Linked DNA regions of Sus scrofa: region 1 is linked to region 2. Evidence: chromatin contacts called from public Hi-C data. All regions are on one chromosome and are shown on one strand. The core of a region is the stretch at or near the end of the contact, and the rest is flanking DNA. Distances in the headings are between cores, read along the strand shown. Region 1 holds the start of CCDC65 (coiled-coil domain-containing protein 65). Region 2 holds the start of DDX23 (probable ATP-dependent RNA helicase DDX23).

Evidence for each region. A called contact is a pair of places that touch in the nucleus more often than the background predicts.
Region 1: a contact with region 2 is called in a Hi-C map of liver, with 4 times the contacts expected there. The contact joins the promoter of CCDC65 here to the promoter of DDX23 in region 2. A contact is called at or near these places in 2 of 5 promoter capture datasets (fetal skeletal muscle and liver), 24 of 47 Hi-C or Micro-C datasets (alveolar macrophages, blood, brain and 12 more) and 2 of 2 datasets of contacts at active chromatin or transcription factors (alveolar macrophages and skeletal muscle).

The regions. Positions count from the first base shown.
Region 1 is chr5:14,947,694-14,951,466 of Sscrofa11.1, forward strand. It overlaps CCDC65 (coiled-coil domain-containing protein 65), which reads left to right and starts at 2,171. Exons shown (of 8, transcript XM_021091591.1): 1 at 2,171-3,146. The coding sequence starts at 3,015.
Region 2 is chr5:14,907,482-14,910,997 of Sscrofa11.1, forward strand. It overlaps DDX23 (probable ATP-dependent RNA helicase DDX23), which reads right to left and starts at 2,260. Exons shown (of 17, transcript XM_021091587.1): 1 at 2,123-2,260.

The DNA.
Region 1 (3,773 bases), core at 921-3,420, 40 kb after region 2:
CTGGGCGTGTTATTCTGGCCCACTCGCCAAGTGACCCGAAAAGCTGCTAGCTTTGAATGGGGCCAGACCAAGAGCAGGCTCTGCAACAGCTCAAGCTGCTATGCAAGACGTCCTGTCGCATGGGCCACATAAGCCATTCGATCTGATGGTGCTTGAAATGGCAGTGGCAGAGGGGGATGTGGTTTAGAGCCTTTGGCAGCCCCCTCTGGGTGAACTGCAGCCCAGGCCCTTAGGAATCTGGAGCAAAGTCCTGCCACCCTCCCCAGATAACTACTCCTCTTTTGAGAAACAGCTCTTGGTCTGCTACTATGTCTTAGTAGAGGCTGAAAGCTGAACCGTGGGACACGAAATGACTATGTGACCTGAGCTGCCCATGGTGAACTGGGTGTTATCAGACTCACCAAGCCATGAAATTGGGCATTCAGAGCTACACTCCATCATCAAATGAGAGAGGAGATGAGGCTGATGGGCCTGAAGACACAAGTAATAAGTTACACGGGAGTTCCCGTCGTGGCGCAGTGGTTAACGAATCCGACTAGGAACCATGAGGTTGCGGGTTCGATCCCTGCCCTTGCTCAGCGGGTTAACGATCCGGCGTTGCCGTGAGCTGTGGTGTAGGTTGCAGACGCGGCTCGGATCCCGCGTTGCTGTGGCTCTGGCGTAGGCCGGTGGCTACAGCTCCAATTGGACCCCTAGCCTGGGAACCTCCATATGCCGCGGGAGCGGCCCAAGAAATAGCAACAACAACAACAACAAAAAGACAAAAAAAAAAAAAAATAAGTTACACGAAGAAGTGGTCCAAATTCTCATAGCCTCCACCACCTTCTCTCTTCCAGCCTGCACCCAAAGCCTCAGAGGCGGAGGTCCTTGTCATCAGTTGTTGGAGGAAGAGGACTCAGGCCTGGTTTACAGATGATTCTGCACAAGGTGCAGGCACCACCCACAAGTGAACAGCTATAATACTATAGCTCCTTTTGGGGAATCTCTGAAGGACATCGTGAGGGGGATCCCCCCGGTGGGCAGAACTTCAAGTAGGGCACGTGGTTGTTCATTTCACTTGTAAGGAGAAATGGCCAGACATATGATTATATGTCAACTCATGGGCTATGGCCAATGGCTTGGCCGAATTGTCAGGGACTTGGAAGAAACATGATTGGAAAATTGGTGACACATTTGGGGAAGAGCTATGTGGACAGAACTCTCTGAATGGGCAAAAAGAAAGGGGAAGATATTTCTGTTCCATGTAAGTGCTCACAAAGAGTGACCTCAGCAGAGAAAGATTTTAATAATCAAGTGGATAAGATTGAAATAGGAGATAGAGAGGCCCCAGGCTGAGCAGCTGCAGCTGGCTTACAAGCAAGATGGTTGGCCAAAGATAACCCTGAAAACTGCCCCCATATAAGCAACCTAAGACTCCCCTGTTGCACACAACTCCCAGTTCACCCATGTGCTCTTCCACATGTAATTGTTGCTAATAAACTCCATCTCTATTTCACAAGCTTGGTCTCTTTGCTGAATTCCTTCTTTGCAAAAGACAAAGACCAGGGTTCTTCTTCCAGCTGATCCACCACCAGAATCAGGGTGACTGTTATGTGTGTTCACCAGTTGATCTTTTTTCCAGCCACTCTTGCCATTGCTCAATGGGCTTGTGAACAAAGCAGCCACTGTGGCAGGGACAGAGGTTATGCATGGACCTGGCTACATGGGCTTTAACTCACCAAGGCCAAGCTAGCTAAGGCTATCACAGAATGCCCAGTTTGGCAGCAGCAGCAACCAACACTGGGGCGCCTGCATGGTGTCATTCTCCTGGGTAAACAGGTTGATTATATTGGACCGCTTCCATCATGGAAGGGGCAGTGTTTTGCTCTTAGTGGAGTAAGATATTTATTCTGGATACACATTTTCCCTCTGCACGCAAGGCTTCTGCCCAAATTACCATCTGTGGATTTACAGAATGCCTCATCCACCACATATGGTATTCCGCATAGCATTGTTTCAGATCATGGAAGCCACTTCACCCTTTTCGAGTGTATAATTCAAAGATTTTTTGAAACAAATTCATCAGTTGTCCACCATCAATCAGTTTTAGAATATTTACACCAACCCAATATGATATCTTGTGTGCATTTAATATTAATCTCCCATCCCCCTACCCCCAAGCAATCAATTTGTAGTCTATTTCCTTCTTTATAGCTTTGTCTTTTCTGGATATTTCACATAAAGAGAACCATACAATATGTAGTCTCTTGTATCAGGCCTCTTCGAGCATGTTTTTGTGGTTTATCCACACTGTAGCATGCATGCATAGTCTGTTCCTTTTTATTGTTGAATAGTATTTCATATATAGAAAGAGCATATTTTGTCTGACATTCACTTGTTTTTGGACACTTAGGTTGTTTCCAGATGGACTCTTATGAGCCTTGTTGCTAATAACATTCCTGTGCAAGAACATTCCTGTGGATACACATTCACTTCTCTTAGATTGATATCTAAAACTGAAACTGCGGGATCACATGGTAAATTTATAACATTTTAAGGAACTGCCAAACTGTTTCCAAAGTGGCTGTACCATTTTACATTCCCATCACCAGCGTATGAACGGTCCTGTTTCTCATCTCTCTCCAAAACTTATTTTAAAATATGCCCATTATGTAAAAAATAATCCAAAATAGGTTTTAAAATAGGTTTTGAGAAAATGACCCTCTTTCTCAAAAACTGTGGTCCTCCAAAGGGCAGAGGGCGCTCCAAGCCAGGGCCTCTTCTCCTAGTTCTTATAGCGCCATCTTAGCGAGATCCCCGTTGCTAGGAGACGGAGATGCGTCTTTAGCCTTGGGAGCCCTGCCTTACTGCTCTCCCAGGCTCTCCCTTACCTGAGGACTGAGATTTAAGGTTCCATTACCCGCCAGGGGCATTTCCAGAAGGCTCCTTTCTGGGGACGTTTTCCTCCTACCCCCTCTAGTTCTGGCCAAGGCAGGCCGAGGATCCTCGCCCAGATCCAGTTCCTCACCCAAGCTATGTCTAAGAAGGGGAAAAAGGCCAAGATTCCCCTGTCGGATGAGGAGCAGCTGCTTCTGTTTCAGCAGAAGTTGCTTGCAGAGGAGGAGATGGCCAAGAAGAAAGAGAGGCTCCTGAACCAGTTCTTGAAGGTGATGGATTTCTGCATTACTCTCTGCCCAGCCCACCCCCTACAACCGCCCCCCCGCGCCCCTCTTCCCACCCCCCCCCCCCCGGCCCTGTCGCCTTGACCCTGTCATTATGGCAGCCTAATTTTCATGCTGGCCTACCCCTCTCTGGAAACCTTAAGACACAGATATACTTAGATCCCAGGCATTATTGTTTGGGGGAAGAGGCAGTTCTCTGTGAAGCATGGCCGGGGGAGGGGGGGGCAAGGCAATAGATTTGACAGTCACAACTGAGCCCCAGAACTGGGACAGTAGGTGCTATCAGTTGTCCGGGCTGTCAGAAATTCTGATATTCTCCCTGGAGATGGGTCATCGCAAACAACATCCTGCTCTGATAGCCAGAAGGAAATATCATTGGGCTGTTCCTGCCTTAATTCAGACCCTCCCCAAACAAGAACAGGAGCTCCTGAACGTTAGCCACCAAGGGTTCCGGTCAATCAGAAAACACAAAAGGTAAGATGTCAGTTGACAAAGCAAGTGTGATCTTTTTTTTTTTTTTTTTTCTTCTTGGCTGTGCCTGTAGCATAGGGAAGTTCCCAGGCCAGGGATTGAACTTATGCCACAGCAGCAACCCAGGCTGCTGCACTGACA
Region 2 (3,516 bases), core at 1,010-3,509:
GTGCGGCTCAGGGGCAGTGAGGCAGTAACTTGGGGGAAGAACGATTCAAGATAAGTTCAGGGAGGTAGGCAGGAGTCAGATCCTGGAAGTGTGTTCTGGGCCAGAATAAGGGAACTTGGATTTTAATCTTACTGCAGTGGGAAACTTAGAAAGTTGTCAAACAGGAGGTGGTATGAACTTATTTTTCATTTTGATTACTTTGAATACTTTCACCACTACTTTGGTGCCTTACGAGAAAATATACAGTAGAGAGGCATGCGAAGACACAGAACAACTGAGAATGTTATTATAGTAGCACAGACAGGAGATGACAGCAGCTTGTTCTAGAAAAGTGGCAATGGAAATGAAAAGAAGGAGACTGCTTCAGGGCATATTTTGAAGGCAGAGCTGACAGGACTTACTGATGAAGCGAGGACACAAAAAGAGAGCTCCTAAATATGTGGTTTGACTAACATAAGTGGTTTGCGGTGCCATTAGTGACCAGAGCAGACTGGGGGGAAAAAAAAGATTTAGGAAGAAGTCAAAAGTTTCATTTTGACCATGTTGACTGTAAGATGTCAGTAAGAAAACCAAGTGGAGATTCCAGGAAAGCAGGTGAAAATGCAGTTCTGGAACTCAGGAGGCAGTGTGGAGACAATGATTTGAGTTATCAATACATAGATGGCGTTTAAAACCATTGGACGCTAAATAACATGACCTAAGTAAGCATTCTAGTTATAGAAGAGGACCCAGAATCAAGCTCTGGAACACTACATTTAGAGGCCAGGCACAGGAGGAGCCAGAGGAAAAAAACTGTTAAGAAACAACAACTAATAGGAGTTTCCGTCGTGGCGCAGTGGTTAACGAATCCGACTAGGAACCATGAGGTTGCGGGTTTGATTCCTGGCCTTGCCCAGTGGGTTAAGGATCCAGCGCTGCCGTGAGCTGTGGTGTAGGTCACAGATGTGGCTCGGATCCCGTGTTGCTGTGGCTGTGGTGTAGGTGGGCAGCTACAGCTCCGATTAGATCCCTAGCCTGGGAACCTCCATATGCTGCAGGAGCAGCCCTAGAAAAGGCAAAAAGACAAAAAAAAATAAGAATTAAAATTTAAAAAAACAGAAACAACAACTAATGAGAAAAAGAAAAATTAGTAAAGTATGGCGTCACAGAAGCCAAAAGTGTGTTTCAGTGAGGGAGTGGTTATCTGCATCAAGTGGAGAAAGACTAAGAGATGAAGGAGTGACCCTTACATTTAGAAAAGCAGAGATGGTTGGTGACCTTTGACAAGAGCTGTTTCGGTGGCATGGAGGGAGTAGAAGCCTGAGTGGAGTGAGTTTAGAAGAGTTAGAAGTGAGAATAAGAAGACAAGAAACGCAGGCAAGTTTTATTACAGGTACCGCTAACCTCCAGATCTTTGAGTTCCTCTACTCTTGCAGGGCAGGGGCAGAGTCTTTTTTTTCCCAGTCAATGAAGTGTGTACTTACCAAACATCCACTATATGCCAGGCACCGTGCTAGGCACTGTGTGAGTTACGAAAGGAAATCAGGAAGATCCTGTCCACGAGAAGCTTACAGAACAACAGAAGGTATGAGCCACATACCAAGATGAAGGCTCAGATGAATTATTACAGGAGTTCAAAGAAGTTTCCTTTCATTTGTAAGTGGGAAATTTGGAAAGATCTCTAGAGGAAGTGGCTCGAGCATTTAAATATAGGTAGAATTTGAAGATGTGTAATTGAAGGTGCCGGAAAGAAGCCCTTCCCGGCAAAAGAAATAACACAGGAGGCGCAGAGGCGGGAAAGCATGACTGGTTCTGGGAGAAAAGCCAGAGTTCCAATTTGGTTGGAGCAAGGGCTACTCGAAACATGAAGGAATAAGGTCGGGCTGGGGGTACCACAGGGTTGTGCCCACCGGCAAAGGTCCGGGCGTAACCACGTCCAGGAAGCTGCCCTGTGCCCCCAGGAACCAACACTCCCCCTGGGGCCCGCGCCCCTCCGCTCCCCCTCGGCAGAGCTTTCCAACCTCATGCCCCTTCCCTGAGGCGTTCTTCCCCGCCTCGCCCCGGAGGCAGGGGCCACTGCCGTGCCCTCACCCTCGCCCTCTGTGCAAGCTCGTGGGAATCGCTTCCACCGCCCGAGACTTACCACTCTTCAGTTCGAACCGCCCAACGCGGCCTCAACGTCGCCGAACAGCCGCCATCTTTCCCGTTTCCTGGTCGCCAGGCTGCTCGCCCGGCCGCGCGGCAAGCTGGGAAGACGAGTTCCTGGTGCTGGGGTGCGCCGGCTGACAACGAGGCCAGAGAACTACCAATCCCAGAGTGCACGGCGCGAGAGCCGGCCCTGGACCACCGGGGCCTCTGGGCAATGTGGTTCTCGAAACACTTGAGTCTGCGGGAGGAAGGGAGGAAGAGTTTTTCCTGGGTCGGCTCTCCTCAGAAAATTGTTCTCTCCGTGGGCGCAGTCCTATTAGAATAGGCTGGCTTTCCTAGCAGCTGCCTTTAAGGATTATCATGGCTTGTGGCTTACAACGGAGGAACTTAAGGCCTTCCTTAGATATCAATAGCACGTAATTGTAGTAGCAACTATAGTAACAACATCAAATACTTTACTGTTTGTGGGAAAGCATTTTTACCAAAAATCTGTGAGATAGGTGACTACCCCCATTTTACAGGTAGACAAACCAAAAGTTAAGTTACAGGAGCAGGCTACTATTTCCAGGGAGGGAGGGACAGTTCATTGTGGAAGACTGTCCCAGGTGTAGGAGGACATTTTAGTGATCCTAGCCCCGTGGTAACGCCCTAGTTATTATGACAACTCAAAGTGAGCCCACACAGGGGTTACAAAGACCGCCTGGAAGGATGGTAGCTCTGGGACTGTGGCACCTGGTTTTCTCAACATTGCAGATAGGACCTGCCTTCCTCACTTTCTTGCTCTTTGGAATCTGGCCAGTTTTTGATCCTTAACCCACTGAGAGAGGCCAGGGATCCAACCCACATCCTCACAGACACTTTGGTTTTTAACCTGCCGCGCCACAATGGGAACTCCCGTAATTTTTCTTCTTTCTTCTTCCTCCTTCCCTATCTTCAGCCCTCCAATGAGGTGTTTTGAGGTTTTTTTGTTTTGTTTTTACCCCAAATTGTACTTTCACTTTGTTTCTCTGTAATCTTATGCTTCATAGTTCAGCCCCTTCTCCCCGCCAACAAAAACAAAAATCTTTCCAACTTCTAGAAAAGTTTAGATAGACACCAGGAAGTAACTAATGCTGCCTCCTTCCTTCCTTTTTCCCCTCATTAGCTTTTTGGTTTCAATCCCACATGGCTCTAGGTCTTTTTTTGTGTATTTTTGTTATTGTTCTTTGTCTGTTTGTTTTGATTTTGGCCGCACTCAGGGCATGTGGAAGTTCCCAGGCCAGGGGTGGAACTAGCACCACAGCTGCAACCTGAGTCATAGCTGCAGTAACGCAGGATCTTCAATCTTCTCTGCCACAGGGGAACTTCTCACATCTAGTTTTTCTCTCCGAATATGTGTTCAGTTCTACT